4 separate regions of the Mus musculus genome follow, and all the other regions are linked to region 1. A link is a contact called in public Hi-C and promoter capture Hi-C data. All regions are on one chromosome and are shown on one strand. The core of a region is the stretch at or near the end of the contact, and the rest is flanking DNA. Distances in the headings are between cores, read along the strand shown. Region 1 holds the start of Rpl37a (ribosomal protein L37a). Region 2 overlaps Marchf4 (membrane associated ring-CH-type finger 4). Region 3 overlaps Xrcc5 (X-ray repair complementing defective repair in Chinese hamster cells 5). Region 4 has its middle 10 kb from the start of Gm39661.

Evidence for each region. Promoter capture Hi-C pulls out the DNA fragments that hold promoters and counts their contacts. A called contact is a pair of places that touch in the nucleus more often than the background predicts.
Region 2: a contact with region 1 is called in a promoter capture Hi-C map of pre-B cells, with 2.0 times the contacts expected there. The contact joins the enhancer-like site here to the promoter of Rpl37a in region 1. A contact is called at or near these places in 8 of 39 promoter capture datasets (the 3T3-L1 cell line, the C10 cell line, embryonic stem cells and 2 more), 1 of 484 Hi-C or Micro-C datasets (olfactory sensory neurons) and 5 of 115 datasets of contacts at active chromatin or transcription factors (the NIH/3T3 cell line, embryonic stem cells, large pre-B cells and 1 more).
Region 3: a promoter capture Hi-C map of embryonic stem cells shows a contact between it and region 1, with 3 times the contacts expected there. The contact joins the enhancer-like site here to the promoter of Rpl37a in region 1. A contact is called at or near these places in 16 of 39 promoter capture datasets (the 3T3-L1 cell line, the C10 cell line, the HPC-7 cell line and 9 more), 1 of 15 datasets of contacts at CTCF or cohesin (pro-B cells), 5 of 484 Hi-C or Micro-C datasets (embryonic stem cells, myocytes and nephron progenitors), 10 of 115 datasets of contacts at active chromatin or transcription factors (astrocytes, embryonic stem cells, epiblast stem cells and 3 more) and 1 of 9 other capture datasets (embryonic stem cells).
Region 4: a contact with region 1 is called in a Hi-C map of nephron progenitors, with 4 times the contacts expected there. The contact joins the enhancer-like site here to the promoter of Rpl37a in region 1. A contact is called at or near these places in 4 of 39 promoter capture datasets (the C10 cell line, embryonic stem cells and trophoblast stem cells), 3 of 484 Hi-C or Micro-C datasets (embryonic stem cells and nephron progenitors) and 4 of 115 datasets of contacts at active chromatin or transcription factors (embryonic stem cells, extraembryonic endoderm stem cells and large pre-B cells).

What each region holds. Positions count from the first base shown.
Region 1 is chr1:72,708,580-72,714,099 of GRCm38.p6, reverse strand. Rpl37a (ribosomal protein L37a) reads right to left here and starts at 2,840. Exons shown (of 4, transcript NM_009084.4): 1 at 2,777-2,840; 2 at 2,300-2,428; 3 at 1,876-1,958; 4 at 287-598. The coding sequence starts at 2,779. The coding sequence ends at 535.
Region 2 is chr1:72,427,018-72,431,921 of GRCm38.p6, reverse strand. Marchf4 (membrane associated ring-CH-type finger 4) reads left to right here. Exons shown (of 4, transcript NM_001045533.2): 4 at 2,913-4,810. The coding sequence ends at 3,280. Among named protein-coding and RNA genes, the nearest start is that of Gm39661, 16 kb to the right of the region's middle. Within about 2 kb of position 3,206, at least 103 of the 459 cell types and tissues checked have an H3K27ac peak or open chromatin away from gene starts, as enhancers often do. A contact at or near this core is called in the NIH/3T3 cell line, pancreatic cancer cells and pre-B cells, where this site is marked.
Region 3 is chr1:72,377,866-72,383,094 of GRCm38.p6, reverse strand. It overlaps Xrcc5 (X-ray repair complementing defective repair in Chinese hamster cells 5), which reads right to left. Exons shown (of 21, transcript NM_009533.2): 17 at 1,367-1,476. Among named protein-coding and RNA genes, the nearest start is that of Gm39661, 33 kb to the left of the region's middle. Within about 2 kb of position 3,179, at least 20 of the 459 cell types and tissues checked have an H3K27ac peak or open chromatin away from gene starts, as enhancers often do. A contact at or near this core is called in astrocytes, embryonic stem cells and stem cell-derived neural progenitor cells, where this site is marked.
Region 4 is chr1:72,400,475-72,405,465 of GRCm38.p6, reverse strand. No RefSeq gene overlaps it. Among named protein-coding and RNA genes, the nearest start is that of Gm39661, 10 kb to the left of the region's middle. Within about 2 kb of position 3,630, at least 17 of the 459 cell types and tissues checked have an H3K27ac peak or open chromatin away from gene starts, as enhancers often do. A contact at or near this core is called in nephron progenitors, where this site is marked.

The DNA.
Region 1 (5,520 bases), core at 1,591-4,090:
TGGTGGCTCCCAAGGAGTCCAGTAGCTTTGGCATGGCTGGTCAAAGCATAACTGACAAACCTGGCAGTTAACTGTAAAGTTTCAGAAAAGGCTAGCCATAAAACTATTCCTAAATATATTAAACCCTAAATTTGTCAGGAGACCCTCATTTTTGTTATTTACCTATGTATTATCATTTATTTCCTACCAAGTACTCACACTACATTTAATTCAATCTTATTAACATTTCTATAAATATTCTAGTTTCAGTTTGCTGACAATATAGCAAACCAAGCTATGTACATAATTGTCTTAGCAACATTTTTATTTCTGAAAGACTAAAATCTTAAGCCAGATGTATCTACACTTGTAAGGAGAACCAGGCACTCAAGGCCAGCCAGGGTCACACAGTATGTCTCAAAACAAGCATCTTTCGAAAATAAAAAATAGAACACACACCAAATGTTTTAATTAACCACAAACAAGGCAAAAAAAAAAAAGTTACGTAAATAACCCGTTTATTGCAGGCTAGGCAAGTCTCAGACAGCAGGGCTTCTACTGGTCTTTCAGTTCCTTCAGTCTTCTGATGGCAGACTTCACTGTGACTGCAGAGGTGGTGCTGTGAAGAAAAACCATTTCCAACATAACTGTGAATGTTAACATAGAACACCTGAGTGTATCTGTCCCATTGTTCCCCTATAGTCCTGAAATTTCTTAATTTTCTCATGGAAAGAATGATAGCATCCTTCGCCAACACCAACCATGCTGCAGTGAACCTTACCTAACAAGACCAGTGCTGATGTCACACTGGCATGGTGGCACCCTTCAAAAGCCAAGACTTGGGGCACTCTCACTATTCTAAGGTGCTTGAGCATCTGATTTCTTCAATATTGAAAAAGAGACAGACCCAGACTCCACGAGATCTTAAGGTGCTCTCCTCTGTAGACAGGATAGAGGAGGCCTATGATAAGTTTTAAGCCTACACCCCCAAACCAAACAGCCAGACCACACACTGTGTATGAATAGTCAGTCACCTATCAGGACAGAGCACTTGCTACCACTACTCCTTGTGCACTCAAGCTGCTCTTAAACACACTCAGACTGTTTTTTCAATACCAAGGCGTCAAGAAAAACTGCAACCCACATGTTCACCTCCTCAGCAACTAGCCACACTCAGAGGGCCATGCTGGAAGTATAAAAACACCACACCACTTGGATACCAGACTTCTGGCCAGCAAACTCAGGGGTGGAGGGGCAGCTGTTGGTTTGAGATGCTAAAGCTCTTAAGAACAAAGCAAACAATGACAGGAGGCTTCATTTCAACAACATCTGGCTCTGTCAAGGTCATAGCACTAAATATGCCCAAACAGCCTCCAATGTTCTATACAATCCCGAGTCAATTAACCTCAAACCATTTTATAGAAATAACTTGTAGTGTTAAGTCAAGTCCAGCACAAACACCAATGGACTTAGATCAACTGTAATTTTCCAAAGAGCATGGTGACTGTACAATTCAAAAGGAATATGAGAATCAAAGTCTGAACTTCTTCTTTTTTTTTTTTTCCCCCGAGACAGGGTTTCTCTGTGTAGCCCTGGCTGTCCTGGAACTCACTTTGTAGACCAGGCTGGGCTCGAACTCAGAAATCCGCCTACCTCTACCTCCCGAGTGCTGGGATTAAAGGCGTGCGCCACCACGCCCGGCTCTGAGCTTTTATCTATAACCATAACTTTGTTTTTGAGACAGGGTTTCACTGTATAGCCCTGACCAAAAACTATTAACTTTTAAACCCAAACTCATGATTTGCTTTAAACTAAAACAAATCCGATATGCACCAGACCTGGAACACGGGCTGTGCAGTCCATAGCCTTTCCTATACCACAGGAGAAAACACTCACTTGTAGGTCCAGGCCCCACCGGCCACTGTTTTCATGCAGGAACCACAGTGCCAGATGCCGACGGCTCGTCTCTTCATCTTGGTCTGTAAGTAGTTAAGATCTTGTTATGAAATATATATAAAAAAAAAATCCCTGAGACTTCCAGAGAGTAAACTATGGAAAAGCCAGCTTATCCATTAGCAGTTAAATTCTAGTAACCCAAGCAGAGTATTATTTACAGGCTAAACAGACCTCTTTGGGGTTGGTACAGATGCGCTGACATCGCTATCAATTTCCCAAGATCGGACTTTTTCCTCTCCAAACCATTCACCCTTAAGTTCCTCACTAGTTGCAAGTAAACAACGAATGCTCCGCAAAAAGCGAGCCCAAACCGCCTTAGCTCGGGAGCAATGGCACCCTCCTCCCTAACCCGAGGCCGACTTGCCTTGCCACAGAAGGAGCAAGTGTACTTGGCGTGCTGGCTGATTTCAATTTTCTTCACCATTTTCCGGAGGGAGGCACCATAGCGGGTCCCGTACTTGCCGACGATGCCGACCTTCTTGGTGCGTTTAGCCTGTTGACAGAGGAAAGGAACGGAGCAGAGACATTGAGCCAGTCGGTGCACGCCAACGCGCCGCTGAGCACAAACTCGGCTGAATCCTGTTTTCCCTCAAGCTCAACCATCAAGGAAGGCGCCCACAGAGCGCCAAAAGGCTCCAGATTGTGCATTAACTACCGCGCTGGGCCAAGCCCCGCCGAGCCGCCTCCGGCCGCGTACGGGGCTCCAGACGCCGGGAGAAGCCCGACAGCAGACAGGACAGGGACAGCACAGACTACCCGAGGTGGGCTGAGAGCGGGACGCCGGAGACTAAGGCAGATGACGATGGATAGCGACTTCCAAAGCGGTTACGAAGACACTCACCATGTCGCCGGAACCCAAGCCCAAGTCCGAAGAGGAAGGGACGCAATGCGCATGCGCGGTTTTAGACCGGCGAGCGGAAGTGACGCGACCTCCTCTCTCGGAAGTGAACTCGGTGTTCTGGCGGTTTATTCGCTGTCTCCACTGAGAAATGCATAGATGCGCAGAAGTGGTTCACGAGCTGGAAGCACATCCTTCTTAGCTTACACATAACCAAAGTTCTGCAGAGCAGATGCGATTTCTTGCGTTCTGCTCGCGAAGAGACGGGTTTTAGGTGGCTTGCCTTTAAGTGTTTAAAGCGCGACGTTTGTGACTGAGGCGCATTGCCTTCCCACTATATTATACTTCGGAAAATCGCCAGGCCGGGTGCTAGATGCTGGCCATAGTAAACGCCTAGGATCCGCTCCCAGGCCGAGTTACAGTTCGGCTGGGAGACAGTCATATTCGTCACGATTAAGAGTTACGAAATGGGCTGGAGAGATGGCTCAGCGATTAAGAGCGCAGACTGCTCTTCTGAAGGTCCTGAGTTCAAATCCCAGCAACCACATGGTGGCTCACAACCATCCATAATGAGATCTGATGCCCTCTTCTGGAGTGTCTGAAGACAGCTGCAGTGTACTTACATATAATAAATAAATAAATCTAAAAAAAAAAAAAAAAAGAGTTACGAAATGTTGCTGATCAGAGTTCTGGGGATAATGTAAGGAATAGAGGCTACTTGAACCCAAGACCCTAAAGTGGTGGTTCTCTTTCTTTCTTTTTTTGGGGGGGAGGGGAGGGAGGTTTGGAGACAGGGTTTCTCTGTGTAGCCCTGGCTGTCCTGGAACTCACTCTGTAGACCAGGCTGGCCTCGAACTCAGAAATCCGCCTGCCTCTGCCTCCCAAGTGCTGGGATTAAAGGCGTGTGCCACCACGCCTGGCTCTGAAATTTTTAAACACTTCTCTCTCCTAAGATTTTCTTAAACTTTAAGATTTCCAGTGGGAAATGATGTTAGTGTTTGATTTTAAAGAAGTCTGTCTTGGGGCTAGAAAGAGGGCTCATTGACTCTGCTTTCCACCCACATGGTGGCTCAAAAGTGCGTGTAACTCTACTTTTAGGAGACTCCTTGTGACCTCACGTGGTCCACAGATATGTGTACAAGAAAAATATCTATACATAGAAAATAAATAAATATTCGGAAAGATTTGTCTTTTTTTTTTTTTTAAAAAAAGAACTGATTCTCTTTGTAATGTGAAAGTTTGTGAAACTCTTAATTCTTAAGTATTTTTGTACATTATTTATTTAATTTTTCCTCTATTTGTTTTGTTTTCCTCTTGGAACATGTAATTTGGGGCTAGCATTTATGAGTCTACCATAATTTGAGATTGTGTTTATTTATTTATGTGTTTATTTGTATTGGGATTGAACCTAGGGCTTCATACATACTACCCAAGTTACTATAATTGAACTGTATACCCAGCCTTTTCTTATTTTTTATTCTGATACAAGGTCTCATTAAGTTGTCCAACTTTGAACTCCCTTTACAATTCAGGTAGTCCTTTATCTTGCCATGCCAGCTTTTTGAGTAGCTAAATACAGGCCCAGGATGGTTACATTGCTCTTTTTAGTGACTTTTAGTCTTTTTGACTCTAATTCATTGTAAGAAAGACATCTTACACAGCGACCCACTTCATACAAATCTAGTAAAATCAAGAATCCCATAAAACAGTATATGCCATTATGTGTGTTATACTCCAGTTTCTAGCATATTGTAGCATATTCTCTCTTTGCTAGCTTATTAAAAACATGCCAGTTGCTATATACTTCATAAATGGTTCTCAGCCATGGAGATCTTGTTTACCCTCTCCTTCCCAGGACACAGCAATATCTGCAGACATTTGATAAGGGTGGCGTTATCCTCTAGTGAGGAAGAGGACAATGATTTATGCATAGACAACTACACACACACATACATACACACATGTACTCAGACATCACACCTGGTCTGTGCCAAGACTGAAAAACCCTACACTGTATTATTTTTGTTTTTTAACTTGTAAAAACAAACAAACAAAAAAAGGTTTCTACAGAGTATAGTTAAGGGGTTCAAGACAGCCTAAGGGAGTTACTGGATTTAACTTGCTTTTTTATTTTTTTTTAAAAACTTCTTGGATATTTTCAAGATTATAATATAATTAAATCATTTTCCCTTTCCTTTCTTCCCTCCATACCCTTCCCTATACTCCAATTTACTCTTGTTCAAACTAATAGCATTATAACAATTTATTGCTTATTGTATTCATTTATCTCTCTCTATATATATATTCCTAAGTGTAACCTACTGATCATATATTATCTTATTTGTATGCATGTCTTTAGAGCTAACCATTTGTGGTGTGCTCTTCTCTGGGGAAGACTATCTGTCTGTTTATTCAGATATCTTGGTTGCCTTCAGTTTTGTGTGTGTGTGTGTGGGGGGGTGTTGGGTGTTGTATCTATTGGTGTTGTATTTGTTTATTTTGGTAGTCCTGTTTGTGAGAGTTTATGGGTGAATCTTGTGGCATTGCTAGGAGAAAAAGTCTCATAGCATACTTCGTGACCCTCCTCCATAATGTCCCCTGAACCTTCCCTGAGTATGGAAGTGCTTTGTAGATGAATTCATTGGGACTGGACTCCACAACTCTTTATTTTGATTGGTGGTTATATTTTTCTATAATGGTCTTTTTCTCATGAAAAGTGAAGTTTCCTTGATGAGGGGTGAGTTCTA
Region 2 (4,904 bases), core at 1,957-4,456, 280 kb after region 1:
TGGTTTCATCTTTTTCTTGCAAGTGACTTCTTTTGTCTTATTCTGTCTACTAATTATCTATTAAGGCATTCCACTAATTAAAAAATGCATAGCAGTCTTATAGTATCTTATGAACTGTATTTCAGGATAGGAAAGGGGATGCTAAAACATACTTGGGGGTTATATATAGGACCATTAACTAAACTGTTTGGCTTGAAAACATGAAGACCCTGAGTGGGCTCTGGGAATCCAAGCATAGGACAAGCGCTTTACCCTGAGTCATGTCCCCAGCCATGGTGAGAGACTTCTTGAAATATCATCACATAGCAAAACATAGGACACGTGAAAACCAACTGTCAGTCAAGGCTCTTGGTAAGGCATGTAATCTGTTCATGAGGAGTGCATTCTTGTGGCCTAATCACTGTGTAAGAGGACCCAATTTTCAATACTAACTCATTACTAACCTCTGAGTGTTTAAGAAGATGCACTTAAACAACAGTACCACCTCCGTTCCCCAAAATTCTAGCACCATCTGTCTTAGTTAGTTTTAGTTAGGGTTTCTATTACTACAACAAAATGCCATGACTGAAAAGCAAGTTGAAAATGAAAGGTTTACTTACACATCGCTGTCCATCACCCAGGGAAATCAGTATAGGAATCCAATCAGGAGAGGCTCTTGGAGGCAGGAGCTGAGGCAGAGGTCGTGGAGGATGCTACTTACTGACTTGCTTCTCATGGCTTGCTCAGCCTGCTCTCTTGTAGAACCCACCAGCCCAGGGATGGCATCACCTACCATGGGCTGGGCCCTTTCCCATTGATCACTAATTCAGAAAATGCCTTACAGTTGAATCTCATGGAGACATTTCCTCAACTGAGGCTCCTTCCTCTCTGATGACTCTAGTTTGTGTGAAATTGACACAAAACCAGCCAGTGCATCATCTAAGTTCTCAGCTTCAATCTTATTGCCGTTTGATCGACCAGTTGGATTTTTAGCAGACATCTTAAACTTACCATAACTAAGATGTGACTGTTAATACTGCAGTAAGGTGAAGAATGGCCCCCAAAGACACACAGGGCCTCATCCTGAAACTGTTAACCTTTTGTGACAGGACTCTGCAAACATGGCTAATTTGAGCATCTTGAAGTGAGGAAATTATCTTGAGTTATTCCAGTGGTCCCTCCACGTAATCACTAGAGTTCTTATTAATAGAATATCAAAGAAAAATGTGATGACAGATTAATAAATGTGATGACAGAAGAAAGAGGGTGGGATGATGTGAGAAAGAGGGAAAGACAATGGCCATTTCTAGAAGTTGAAAAAGGTAAGGAAATATTCTCCCTCCAAGGCTTCTGGGGGTATAGGCCCCAGTGATGTTTGCACTTTGGCCTGGTAAGACCGACCCCAGAACTGTAAGAGAGCATATTTGTACCACTGTGGGCTACCTGTTACCCTCCGGACAGTTATTATAGCAGCCATAGTGAATTAATAGTCACCATCACCATGCAGCTCCACACGCCAGCCCTGGGACCATCGATGTCTCTGCAAATGATCCTCACCATCCAGCTGTGGCATCAGAACCTTCAGAGCTTCCAGATGCTTCTTGTGCCCACAGCTCACTTGTCAGCCAGACTGTCAGCAATACCCACAGCATACATCCTGACTCCAAGACATCTCACGCACGGCACTGCCCTGTCCCCAGCACCACAGTTTCCAGCTTCAATTACCGCTTCCCTTCCTGCTTCATTTTAGAATAATTCTATACGTGACCCTTCTGGAGCACCAGCGAATTTTCTTAGAGAGAAAATCTTTCAATGCCATTCCTCCTTCCAAATCTACTCGGTTGCCTCTCATTACCCTGGATACAATGCAAGACACGATCATAACGGGGGCTCCGGCCACCTTCTCCTCCGCTTGCCACATCCACGGGCTTGCGCTGCGGTAGGCACGCCAACCTCAGTTTCAACCTTGGTCATCGCATTCCTGCCTCCTGGCTTGTGCACTTGCGTTTCCCACCAGAGATGAGTGCCCTCTCCAGATCTTTGCACACAACTCTCCTTCTCATTTAAGTCTCAACTTAAACTTGCCAATTCCTCTGAAACTTGCTTCTTTCTTCCCTCTTGCCAAAACAAGACCCCAGTTGCCTGCAGCTAAGGGCTATTTAATCCTATTTCATCTTCCTCCTAGCATGTGCCCACACAGGAAGAGAGTCTGGTGGATTCATTTGTACATTTTGTATATGCCTCTTAACTTAAACATAAGCTCTCTAAGGAAAGGACTTCCCATCTCAGGCACTGCCCCATCCTAAGTGCTTTGCACACAGTAGGCCTAAAATTGATATCCATTTGCCTTGTTGCCAGACATGGTTTGTTTCCAATGGCTCCCAATGGATTTGGCCAATATAACTGCAAGGATGTTCAGACGGCCACGGGGATCCGTATTTCAGTAGCATTGGCTGTGCAAAGAGCTAGAGCGGAGTTTCAGTTCCCATTCAGCAGGACCACGATGACCACAGGATTTCATGGCTGTTGCCCTTTAAAAGCACATGATTCATTCAACACCTGGTAAGCACAGGGCATCATGAATATGTAATACAGGGAAGGAAAAAATATTTTTATTATGATGTCATTGAAGAATTTGAATTGTGCCAAGCCAAGAAGGGGGCAGGATGGAGCGGAAGCAGGCGAAGGCAGTTCATGCAAAGCCCAGCTATTTTGTGACCTTCTCCCTTCTGGTGACTCATGGAGTCTGGGAATCTAGTGGTGCTCTGGAGTCATGTGGCTCAGAGCTGGAAGGCAGATTTAGAATAAAAGCAACACAGAGAGACCCCAGCTTCTCCAGTGCCCGTGTCTGTGTAAGTTAAGGATGCAGTGGCATTCTCTCCCCCAGTTGTTGCTTTCTTTGCTTAGCCTTTGTCTTCTTCTCTTCCTGGCAGGCCTCATCATCCACGAAGGGCCCTCGGTATATCGCATCTTTAAACGCTGGCAGGCTGTAAACCAGCAGTGGAAAGTGCTGAACTATGACAAGACAAAAGACTTAGAGGATCAAAAATCAGGAGGCAGGACAAACCTACAGACTTCCTCATCTGCCCAAGCCAACCTACCCTCTGCGGAAGAGGAGGCAGCCAGCCCGCCTGCCCGTGAAGAGGGCCCCACCAGGGCCGCCAGCCACCCCTCAGGCCCTGTGTCCCAACACCACTGTGCTTACACCATCCTACACATCCTGAGTCACTTGAGACCTCATGACCAGCGGAGCACCCAGGGCAGCGGCCGAGAGCTTGTCATGAGAGTCACCACAGTGTGAAAGGAGGCCTGGGAGGCAGGTTGAGACCACATACACACCACAAGAGTCTGGGCCAGGAGGGGCCCAGGGATCAGGAATGGTGGGCCTCAAGGGGAGCTATGGGGGAGACCGCCTGAGGGAGAGCCCTTACGATTCCCAGTCCATTGGTTCCACAGCAAGGGAAAACCAACACAAACTTCACAACAATGGGTGGGACAAATGGAATCTGCCCTAAGAAAACAACCCCTCCCAGAGAACCACAAGTAGCAAGACACCCAGAAAAGGGTGGGCAGAAAATGGTGGCTGGTACCTGGGGTACCTGCTGTGCCTGGGGGTCTAAGGGCAGCAAAGAGAGAAAACAAAGGGCCACCTGGGTGCTGCTGCTTCCTAGCACTGAGTAACTGAGAGACAAGAGAGAGAGAGAGAGAGAGAGAGAGAGAGAGAGAGAGAGAGAGAGACCTTGTGAGCTGGTGGTCCTAATGTTTGCTGAAGGCCTCTACACTCTGTAAAATTCCAGTGACTCAAATGGCTTTAGGGATCCCCTGGAGACGGTTCAGGAAGGGAGTTGTTGGTATGCCAGGCCAGAGAAATGGGGTTGGGTCCCCCAGGAAGAACTTTCCTAGCTGTAACATGAACTCAAAGAAGGCTGAGGTTTAGACATGGAGATCTTTTTGTTTCCTTGTTTACCTTACGGTGATTTGGCTCAAAGATGTTTACAGGATGTGGGGGACTCATGTACATACATGTGCATGTGGAGAGACGTGAAGACTTCTCATGAGTGGCTCAAGCACACTTCCGCTGCTGTGGCGTCAGCCTTCAAAGCTGTCAGGCCAGGGATGATTTTCCTCATTACTGAGCCCCGTCTATAACCAGGATAATGCAGTGCCATGTCCTTTTCGCATTGGCATTCTCACAGGCAGGCCCGCAAGCACACACGCATATGTATGCACGCATGCACGCATGCGTGTGCGAGCAAATGCCTGTGAACACACACACAAAGACACAGAGAGAAACACACACGCATTCACGTGCTTGAGCGCGCACACACACACACACACACACACACACACACACACATACACACACACACACACAGACACACACACACACACATCTGGGTCTGCTGCAGTGTGGGGTGACACTGGCCTGTGTATCTCAAGGAAGGCGTGAACACCTAACTAAGTATTCCTAGCTGCTTGGTACTGGTCCCCTCCCTAAAGAGGCAGTTTGCCTTGTGATCTGGGCTATGTGCTCTGGGCTATGTGCTCCTGGTCCTTCTGGTGCAGCCAGGCACACCAAGGAGGCAGTCAGGGAGCACTGTCGTAGGAGCCCACCAGTGTGTTCCAGGACCCTGCCAGGGAAGGCCACTGGGTGGTCACCTGCAGAGTTTCTTACTGTCATTGCACAATGGACATGCCATCCTTGGGTATTAAATGGACACTGTCAAGTACTTTTTTAAACTAGTTTTTAGGGTTTTTTTTTAAAAAAAAAACTCTCTGTTGTTTGTAATATTCTCTTAAAAGCTTGGAAATAAAATTTCTTTCCCTAGCACTCATGTCTCTTTCCCGGGTTTCCTTCCTTGCTTGCTCTTTTTCCTCCAGTGAGAGCCACTTTTCTTTCTCTGTTTTCTATGCTTCCTTAGCAA
Region 3 (5,229 bases), core at 1,930-4,429, 330 kb after region 1:
TATCTATCTTTGTATCACTTTGTGATTACGAGAGACTGACCATAGGCCCTCACTGGGCTGCGTTATCCAGCAGTAACAACCAATCTTGGACTGTCTCCACCCCTGCCTCTCACAGCCCAAGTCACTTAACTTTAGTCATATTATTTCAATTATAAATCTTTCTATATGTCATTTCTAAAATATGTATTTTACTTAAGAGACATACACATCTTGGCTCCCTGGAACATGCCTAGCATCCTAGCACAGGGGGATGGAGGGTAGGGGATGAGGAATGCAAGGTCAGCCTTATCTATATTGAGAGTTCTAAGCCAGTCAGGACCACTGAGACCCTGACAGTCGTCAGGGAGACCACTCAGAGGGGAAGGAAAGGAGAAATATATGCCATCATGTACCAGAGGATCTGAAAGGTCTCTAGGGAGCAAAGATCCACTTGGTATTTTGTTTCTTTCGATGAATTTCATGTTCTTTTTAAAAAAACTAATTTTACTCTTAACACAGGTCTACATGAAGAAGGACCAATCTGTCTCTGGTCTCTTTTGCTCCTCTTCCACCTTGCTCTCTTCTTTGTTATGTGATGCAGATGAAGCACAGGGCCCGTCCACACAGGCTGCTGAGAGGAACAGTCCTAGCCTTCCTTCTGTTTTCCCACCCAAGTCCTAACCTGACTCGTGGTGGGAACAGGGCACTCGTCTGGACCACCCTTAGCCTTTTCTTGGTTCTGCTTTTCCAAAATTTCATTGTTTTTAATCTGTGGCGTGTCTGTATCATCTACTTCCGAGTCTTTTATTCTAATTTCAGCCATTTTCTAATTTTCCTGTCATTCTCCATAAGCACCTGAATTAATCAAATATTTATTTATTCAGCAGATATTTCATCAGCACCTGCACAAAGACACACTCAACCACTGTGCCAACTTTAAAACACACCTTCCATTTCAAACTGGCTCACTTCTTGCTTAGAGGGAAAAAGGCCCACAAATAATCTGATAGAGGTTTATAAGTGTTTTCTGTAAGTCCCTAACAAAATGAAGAAAACTCACTTACAGCACTGGGAAACTACTGCTGTGTGTAGGGTTCTTTGTTTCTCCTGGCATTCATACACCTATCCCATCTCTATAAATCCCTCTCAGCACTCACACTCATATATACCTTTCATCAATTTTCCTAGATGAGTTAGTTTATCCCCACCTACCACACCACGACCTCCACTCCTCCCGAGAGATGACGATGACAGGCACGTTTGGTCATTTCCACTTGGCATACTGCACAATTGACCGTGAGAACGATGCTTTCCACAAGCTAGGCTTACCTGTGGGACGCTGCGTGCCCCTGCCGTCAGCTGCTGGGAGACGGGTGAGCACACTCACCTGAATGGCCTCCTCCCGGAAAGCTTTGATGCAGTCCATACTTTTCATAAAATACAGTGTTTCATTGGTATCCAAAAATTGTTCGATGTGACTTATTAACTGGAGACTCGCTAGAATATAAGATAATAGATTTATTCTCTCAGGCATGGGGATGTTTGTGAGAACATAGTACAATTCTTGGAACACAGCTGTAAGGGTGAACTCTTGGTCAAGAGTCTCGGAATCTGCATGCATACTTGCCAAGTTTCTTTAGGGAGGGAGATGATGCAAAATCCTATCTTAAAAGTAGGTATTTAAGAACTTTGGTGCAAGACATGGTGGTGAACGCCTTTAGTCCCAGTATTCAGGAGACAAAGACAGGCAGATCTATTTAAGTTTGAGGCCAGCCTGGTCTACAAAGCACGGGCAGGACAGCCAGGGCTACACAAAGGAACCCTATCTCACGAAACAAAACAGAGCAAAACCAACCAAACAAACACAGAAAGAAAAGAAAAGAAAAGAAAAGAAAAGGAAAGGAAAGGAAAGGAAAGGAAAGGAAAGGAAAGAAAAGAAGAAGAGGGGAGGGGAGGGGAGGGGAGGGGAGGGGAGGGGAGGGGAGGGGAGGGGAGGGGAGGGGAGGGGAGGGGAGGGGAGGGGAGAGGAGAGGAGAGGAGAGGAGAGGAGAGGAGAGGAGAGGAGAGGAGAGGAGAGGAGAGGCAGAGGAGAGGAGAGGCAGAGGGGAGAGGCAGAGGGGAGAGGCAGAGGGGAGAGGCGAGGCAGAGAGGCGAGGCAAGGAGAAAAAGGAAAAGGAAAAGGAAAAGGAAAAGGAAAAGGAAAAGGAAAAGGAAAAGGAAAAGGAAAAGGAAAGAGATTTGGTAAAGAGGTAGAGAAACAGTTCAGTAGTTACGAGCACGTGATGTACTGTTCTTCTAGAGGCTGAGAGTTCTGTTCCCAACACCCACATCGGGCAGCTCACAACAGTCTCTTAATCTAGATCTAGGATAGCTGATGCCCTCTTCTGGCTCCTGTGGGCACTGCAGTCACATGCATATACACTTACACAGACACATACACACACATATAATTAAAAATAGTAAATCTTTTGAATAAAGAAATTTGGTAACACTATTTGTCAAGAAATAAAATTAAATTTCTAGAATTTTAGTGCCTAGAAATTAAGTGCCTAAAATTATACCTAAGTTTTCCTTCTGCAGGTTGTAGTAGGATGGTTTGTTTTATGTTTTTATTTGCTTGTTTCATTATAAATCTTGGGGGGGGAGGGTTGGTGGTTTGGTGGTGGTGGTGATGTTTTGTTGTTGTTGTTGTTGTTGTTGTTTTAGTTTGAACAATTCAAAACTACCTTGCTTAAAATATTCATCAGAAATGAATCCTCCAGTTCCTCCCCCAACTCTGAGACTTAGGGTAAGTAACTGTCAAACAGCACCAGGCAATGAAAAGTAACGAGCTAGCACGGCCTACCCTTTACCAATCCCAGATCGCACTGGGAAAGAGCAGCCCACATTCGTCGTCAGAATGAGCGATCATTACTGTATCTGTGCCCTTCCTGGACCTGAATATTTCCCGTGCTTCTCAGCACTGCACTAGCTCTGGGTACTTAATACCCAATAGCTGCTAGCAGGCAACATATAAATGGCTTGGAAAGCAGAAGGACATTAATAATGTTATCATTTGCAAGGCAAGCTGAAACTTGTGGCTGCCTCACTAACAAAGAAAAAAGAACCCTTCAGCATGAAAACAGCAGAGGACAATGGGAACATGCCTTGGCCTCAGCAGAAGAAACCAATGGAAACGGGACATCATGCCTACGGGCACGCTCTCCCTCATTCCTGGAGCCACGCACTGCCTGGCTGCCTGACAACTTCTGGGGCAATGCTGATATACCTATGGCTGCTATTTCCCAAAATCATGACCTCATTTGAACATTCTGTTTAAAATGTATGTGAGAGTGCAATATTAAAGCAAACTGCTTTTAAGAGTCGCCGGTGAGGGCTCGCGGCCACTAACTCTATGAATCAGAGACCTGAACACTGTTCAGCCTCTTACAAAAGACCTGAATCAGTGCCATCTACTCATTTCCGGAAGACCTTAAAGCATGCAGAAAGAAAAACGAATGAAGCATTTTCTCATCTCATATAGCAATTTCTCAGGAAGGAAAAAATATCCCCAAGAACCATTCCATTTCTCCTTCCAACCCGGAGATTATGATCTCCATTATTATAAAGCATTTGACAAATTTGAGGATTAAAGAAACACTTCCCTATGCAATTTCAGAAATCTCCCCCAATGTGTCCTCTGGCAGTAAATTAATATCCACACACTATTCAAAGGAGACACAGCACGTTCCAATGGTCGTCTTAGGGAGGTAAGTAATACAACCCTGATTACCTGGCAGGAGAGAACCGTCAACAAGAAACTCAAAGCAAACAAAGCAGTTTCTCTTTTCAGCTTGCAAAAGCAAAATAACCAAATGGCTGGCGTTTCTAATACAGTTCACGACAGCTCCTTTTGCAGATGGTTTGATAAGAAGTTCACTTAGCATTATCTCTCTAGGCACAAATAAATTTCCTTCGAGGTTAAGGACACTAATCCCAAATACCCCAAGTCCTCCATTTCTTCTGAGATGAGGATGAAGTATCTTAGGAAGCTATGGCGTAACTGTTTCTCTTTGCTTAGTTTACCAGCCACTTCATCAGCTTGTCCTAGTTCATATTTATTGTGTGACTGCTGTGTACAGGATAGGATGCAGTGTTCCTTAGGATTCAATAAGTTTAAGGTAAATCCCTTCCCTCTGAGGACTAAACAGGCTCCTGGGGAATGTAATATATACACACACTAATAATAATAACAACAACAACAACAACTGGGTGTAAATAATGAAGAAGGCTATGAATGTTATGAAATCACATGAACTTTAAATTGTTGGTGATTCAGGAGGCATCACCAGTGAACATGGTTCTTAACTGAGCAATGAAAGGTAGAAGGTGGCTTTCTTCCAGCAGCTGGCTTTTCTCTCCAACAGCCCAGGCTTAGCACATAGAGTGCTCACAACACAAGGACATGAGTTCAGCTCCCCAGCAGCCCTGTAAAGAAGGATCCCAGGGCACCTTGGCTAGGCAGTCTAGCCGATTTAAATTGGTGGGTTCCAGGCTAAGTGAGAGGTGCTATCTCAGAAGTAAGGTGAAGAGTAATAGAGGGAGATACCCCAAATTGACCTCTGGCCTCTACACACACACACACACACACACACACACACACACACACAAAGAAATGGGAAGGGAGGGTAGGAGAGGGAGAGTGCCTGGAGTGACTGGGCAAGAGTAAGGGAAGAAGGAGTCAGAGTTGGCCGGGAAGCTCTGGCGCACGGAAGCATCATGAGAGTGCATATTTGTGATGAGGGTGGAGCCTGGCTCCTTTGAAAGAATAGAATTAGAAAGGGTTCAAGGCCAAGGACTTGGAAAGGACATTTAAAGACAGACAGAGGAGTGGGAGCTTGGCAGGAAGTCAAGAAGGAAGTTCGCAGGAACATATAAACCAGGACTTGGAGCATGGGAATTAACAGAAGAAGAAGGGAGAGACTCTGTGCCCACATTTTATGAAACAGCTATGAAAGGGCCAGATGGCTCAGTGGGTAAGGGCGCTTGCCACCAAGCCTGATGATCTGACTTCAGTCCCTGGAACCCACAAGAGAAACGGAGAGAATACATTTCTACAAGTTGCCCTCTACAGGAGCACCATAGTGTGCCTGTCCCTGCGCGCGCGCGGGAAAAATCTACAAAGAAATACATAAAAACACAAAGGATCAAGTGATAACAGATTATGTTGTCTAGCACGGGAGCCCATTAAACAATGAAGAGAGGAGATAC
Region 4 (4,991 bases), core at 2,381-4,880, 310 kb after region 1:
CCAAAGCAATGGGCCAACCAACTGAAACTTCCAAAAGTGTAAACCAAAATAAAATGCTTTCTCCTTGTAAGCTGGCTTCCTCAGCTGTGTTGTTACAGTAATGCAAAACTGACTAGAAAACTTATCAAGCATCATACCTTATCAACTGTACAGTATCAGTTGTCTGATTCGGCAATGTCATTCTGTCTAGGAGCTGTGGCTTACTGCCATGGTCCAGAATAAAGAAGGAATATCATGTTGGTACATATCAACAACCTGGGCAAAAATATTCAAACTTCCAAGTACAATTTTACTGAATAAGTGTGTTTTCACACCATTGTAGAGTTGGGAAATTGCAGGGTGAGCCATTCACTCTAAGTCAGGAATCCAGGTAGTAATTTGAAGAGACTCGTCGCAGAGATTAAATACAGACAACACATTTACAGAAGGCAGGAAGTCCCATAATCTGTCATCTGCAAGCTGGACAACCAAGCAATCCATTGGTATGCTATCTAAAGGCCTGTAAAGAGTGCTAATGTTCAAAGGTAAGAGAACCTGTGAATTGCCCATGCAACCCCAGCCCTCCCCATTCCCCTTCCCTTTCCTCTTTGTTCTAGTGATTAAATCAAAGCATTCTTCTACCCAGGCTCTCAATGAGTTAGATGATGCTGTCCACACTGATGAGAGCAGATCTTCATCTAATCCACTAACTTGGATACCAACCAATTCTAGAAACACAACTGTCTGTTGCCAAGAGTAGACAAAAAATACTAAAGTGATCCCTGAAAGTGGCTGTACATAAATTCAGCTGGGAATCTGTCTTAGATACTCTCCTGCTGTCATGATAAAATATCGTAACTACAGCATCTCAAGGGATTATTTCAGGACACAGGGCAAGGGAACAGTCAGAGCAGGGAGGTCCAGGCAGCAGGAACCTGAAGCAACTGATCACATCACATCCCCAGTCAGGAAACAGAGAGATAACTGATGCTCGGCTTTCTTTCTCCATCTTATAGAATCTAGGATTTCATGTCCAAGGAATGGTTCCACCCATAGCAAAGGTAGCTCTTACCCTGTCAATTCACATGATCATGATAATCTCCCTTGCCCAGAGACCCAGCTCCCAAATGTCCACCAAGTTGACGATTAACACTATCACAGGATCCTTTTGTTTGGTTGACTGGTTGTATTTTTTTTTTTTTTTTGAGACATGGTCTGATGCAGGATGGCCTTTAACTTAGTGCAATCCTCTTGTGTCAGCCTCCTGAGTACTAGAATTGCAAGTGTGAGCCTCCGTCCTGGCCAGCAGGAAAATCCTTAAACCTAACTTCTGCTGGTTCCTTAGCTCTGATGTAACAGCTAGGCTTACCGTTTGCATGTTGGGAGGCCTGAACTCTTAAGGTGATGCAAACAACTGCGCAGTGCTGCCTCAGGGCAGTCTCTTCTGTGAAAAGTGGGGCCAGGAGAGAGACGATAGAAGGGGGGGGCTTTAGGGAACTCAGCAAATGCTCCTTGAGTTCAAAAGGGTGGGGTGGAGGACAGCCCACCGGCAGCCCCCAAAAGACAGCACTTAAAATGGCTTCCTTTTCTAAACCAGGGAAGAGCCAATGAGGACCCGGGTGAGAACTTCACAGGAGCCTGGAGAACACAGCTGGTGGAGTTTTCTAGAGAAGAGAAAGGTTGGGGAGAAGAGTGGCTGAGGTAGGAATGGGGACAGGTGAGGCCAGGAGCAGCGATCAGTGGGTGGCTTGCTCTCAGAGAAGGGGGGAGAAGCTGGAGACCTGATAATCCTGACTGACAGTGTGCTGAAGGAGCATCTTTGCATGTGCCCTTGACAGTGGCCACTTCCCCCAAGCTTCTCGGGAGCCAGAAAGGGGTGGAGGAGATGGAGTCCAATACCCAGTGGCTAGTAGGCCATCTGACATCTCTACTTCCTCAAGGGCCACCCTGGTTTGGCCCCTCATCACTTCTTTTAGAGGCTATTACAGAGCTATTTAGAGCCTCTGCATGGCTCTCCTGCATCCATTCCCCAAGGACTGCCCCCCCCAGCCCCCACACCCCACTGCATACTATGACCTGTATAACCTTGCTGAAGTACACAACTGATCCCTTTCTCTCATCAGAACCAAGGGTCTCCAGAGATAATTGGTCTTTGTAGTGGAACTCATTTCTATTTCCCATCATGCACTTGTACCTCCAGGCCAACCACTTACCCCTCTGTGAGGCTGTCCTGACCTCTGCTGTGTCCTTTAGATCAGCAGCCTGCCCTCTCTCTTGATTAAATTCTGTACCATTAGTGTTCATCTTAAGTGCTGCCAATTCCAGAGGGCATCCCGTTATCAAGACTGAAGCCGACCCCCTTTTCAGTGTCTCTGAGGCTCTTCCCATGCCTCTTTCACGGGTTTGTGAACTTCTCACCCTACCGATCCATGAACTTCCGAGCACAGGCCATTCGTATTCTTCAAACTCTAATCTTCTTGAGAGCCCAGGAGTGTAGATACAGCAGGTGTTCAAGGCACGTTGATTAACTGGAGTTTACAGAGTGGAAGTGAGTGCGCGTAGATTCCTTCCTGTGGAACGGGGAAATCAATAGGGCCCTTCCTTCCCATCAACCTTTGCACGGGGTAAGATCCTTGCAGCCTACGTCTACCCATAGGGAGAAACACATCCTGGGTCCAGGAAAGGTGGGGACTATATGGTCTCTTTCCTCAAACAATCAAGAACTTGTGAATAAAAGCACACAAGATGAAAACAAGAACCAATGTTCGCAGAACACTTGATCACGCTTAGCAGCATGGCCTTTTCTGCTGACTCTGGATAAACAAAGTCCCCCCTCTCATCTCACACAGCAAGCACACAGACATACAGGCTTGCGCCTTATCTACAGAGACAGCCCCTCAGATTTCAGCTTGTGAACAGATACAAATACATACTTCCCAAACAAGGTCTTCTCCCTTTCCACAGAGTGTGTGTGTGCCTGTGTGTAGCAGTATTTCTTCACCTCACACATAGCATCTCCTAACATACACATCTTTTTTTCTAACTGCAGCTTTTTCTTTGCAGGCAAGATAAAGTTTCATTGGTTGCATGGTATACTCTCCCAAAGCTATGTCAACCGGTGTCTTAACACCCAATACCTTAGTAAGAATCAGGGTATCTGCTGATGAAATTAGTTAACTGGGATTACTGAAACAGATTGGGCTTTAAATCCAATGTGAATGATGTTCTAGGAAGCAAACTGTGGGTCAGGAAGGGAATACGGATGGATATGTCAGGTAAAGAGAGCACATGTATGTGCAGTACACCTGTCAGGGGGTTAACTTTGCTCTTCAGCTACCACATTTACATCCTCAATCTCTCTCTCTCTTGCTCTCTTGCTCTCTTGCTCTCTCGCTCTCTCTCCCTCTCCCTCCCCCCCCCTCTCTCTCACACACACACACACACACTTTCTCTGTGTCTCTGTGTGTGTGTCTCTCTCTCTCTGTCCTGAAACTCCAAATGCCCTCTCTGCTTCAACTCCTAATTAGAATCGGACTTCCCATCCCTCTCTGCCAGTGGGCGGATAGCAGTTTATGAGTGGTGATTAAGCCTCGATCAGGACACTAATAAAAATGGCCCATAAAAGGCATCCAACCCTGACACTGTTGGAGGATCCAGGGCTCAGGGAGCTGGGGGGTGGAGGGGTATCTTTAAACAAAGGAGCCAGGGGAAGGGATATGTCCGTGGCTGGCCCGCTGAGGTTCAAGTACTTAAAACACACACACAAAGCTCCTCCTATTGAAAGTCTTTGGTTCTTTTCCTCTTATTCTATTGCCACCAGCATTCTTGAGGGGCAGCTGCCCATTTTGTTGGAGAAAATGAATGTTTGGAAAAAATGCACAGAGCAAGTTGGGAACAGAGGTAAGTGCTGTGGCCTCTGGCTACTTCATGTGAGGCTCGGCAGAGCAGAGCACAAATGGAGTCCAGTATAGAGAATGCACAGAGAACTGGACAGACTAATAGTGGGACATGCTGCTGGGTGCTCCCTCTGTATCAAATATTTCATGTCATTCACCTTCATTTTCCCCTGCAATCTTGGATGTTAGGTTAACATAAATCCTGTCTGACAGTTACAGAAACGGGGGTTATCAAATGGTTGAGTGATTCATCCGAGGTCAAACAGCCAGGATGGAGCGAGCAGAGGGTGAAAACAGCTTACACTTGCTTCAAGGTCCTACAGGTGTAAGGACTGGGAACTGTAGCTTGCTCGCAGAACCCCAGCATGACACGAAGCATCTCAGGGCAAAAGACAAGAGTGTGCATGGCTATGACCTTGTCTCCATCCTTATTCTTCTAAAGCCACCAGGACCCAGTCATGGGGTGTCCGTTTTGGCGGACAGTAAGAAGCAGGCATGTAGGAAGAAGAGAAGTCGTGGTATTATCATCAAGTGGCTTTGAAACCTTGTATTCTGGAACTGAAGCCCCATGTCTGTCCTCACTGCTCTTCCAACCACCGTTACTGCGGAGGACAGGCTTCCCCCACACCACTGGTGGTCGGAGGAAGGGCTGCTCTGCCTCCTGAAAGCACTCAAACTGTGGTAGCAGGAGTCAGGCGGAGAGAGGGACCGAGTATGCCCTTCCCAATCCCTTCTGGAGTCCTGTGCCTCACAACAGATGGTGGGAAGCGCTCCAGCTCCTTCCAGTAGACTCTCTGGCAAATGTGTAGTGTGTGAGGAAAGACAGGTGGAGCAGGAAGGCTGGGAGGGCCTGGAGTTGCTGTTGCTGGCTGATTCCCTGGGAAGTGTTACTTCAATGAACAAAGCTTAAGCCACAAACAAACCTACCCGTCACTGTATGCGCAGAAAAGCTGAGGTCAGACGGCTAGACAACTTCTGAGATCCACAGTCCAGGATGTGCTTCACCTGAAGCCCACGCTGAAAGTGCAGTGAGCTAAGAGGTGAACTGGATATAAGGAGTGGCCCTCAGAAATGGGCTCCCTGTGAATGGATGAGGTCGGCCCCTTCACCTCCTCC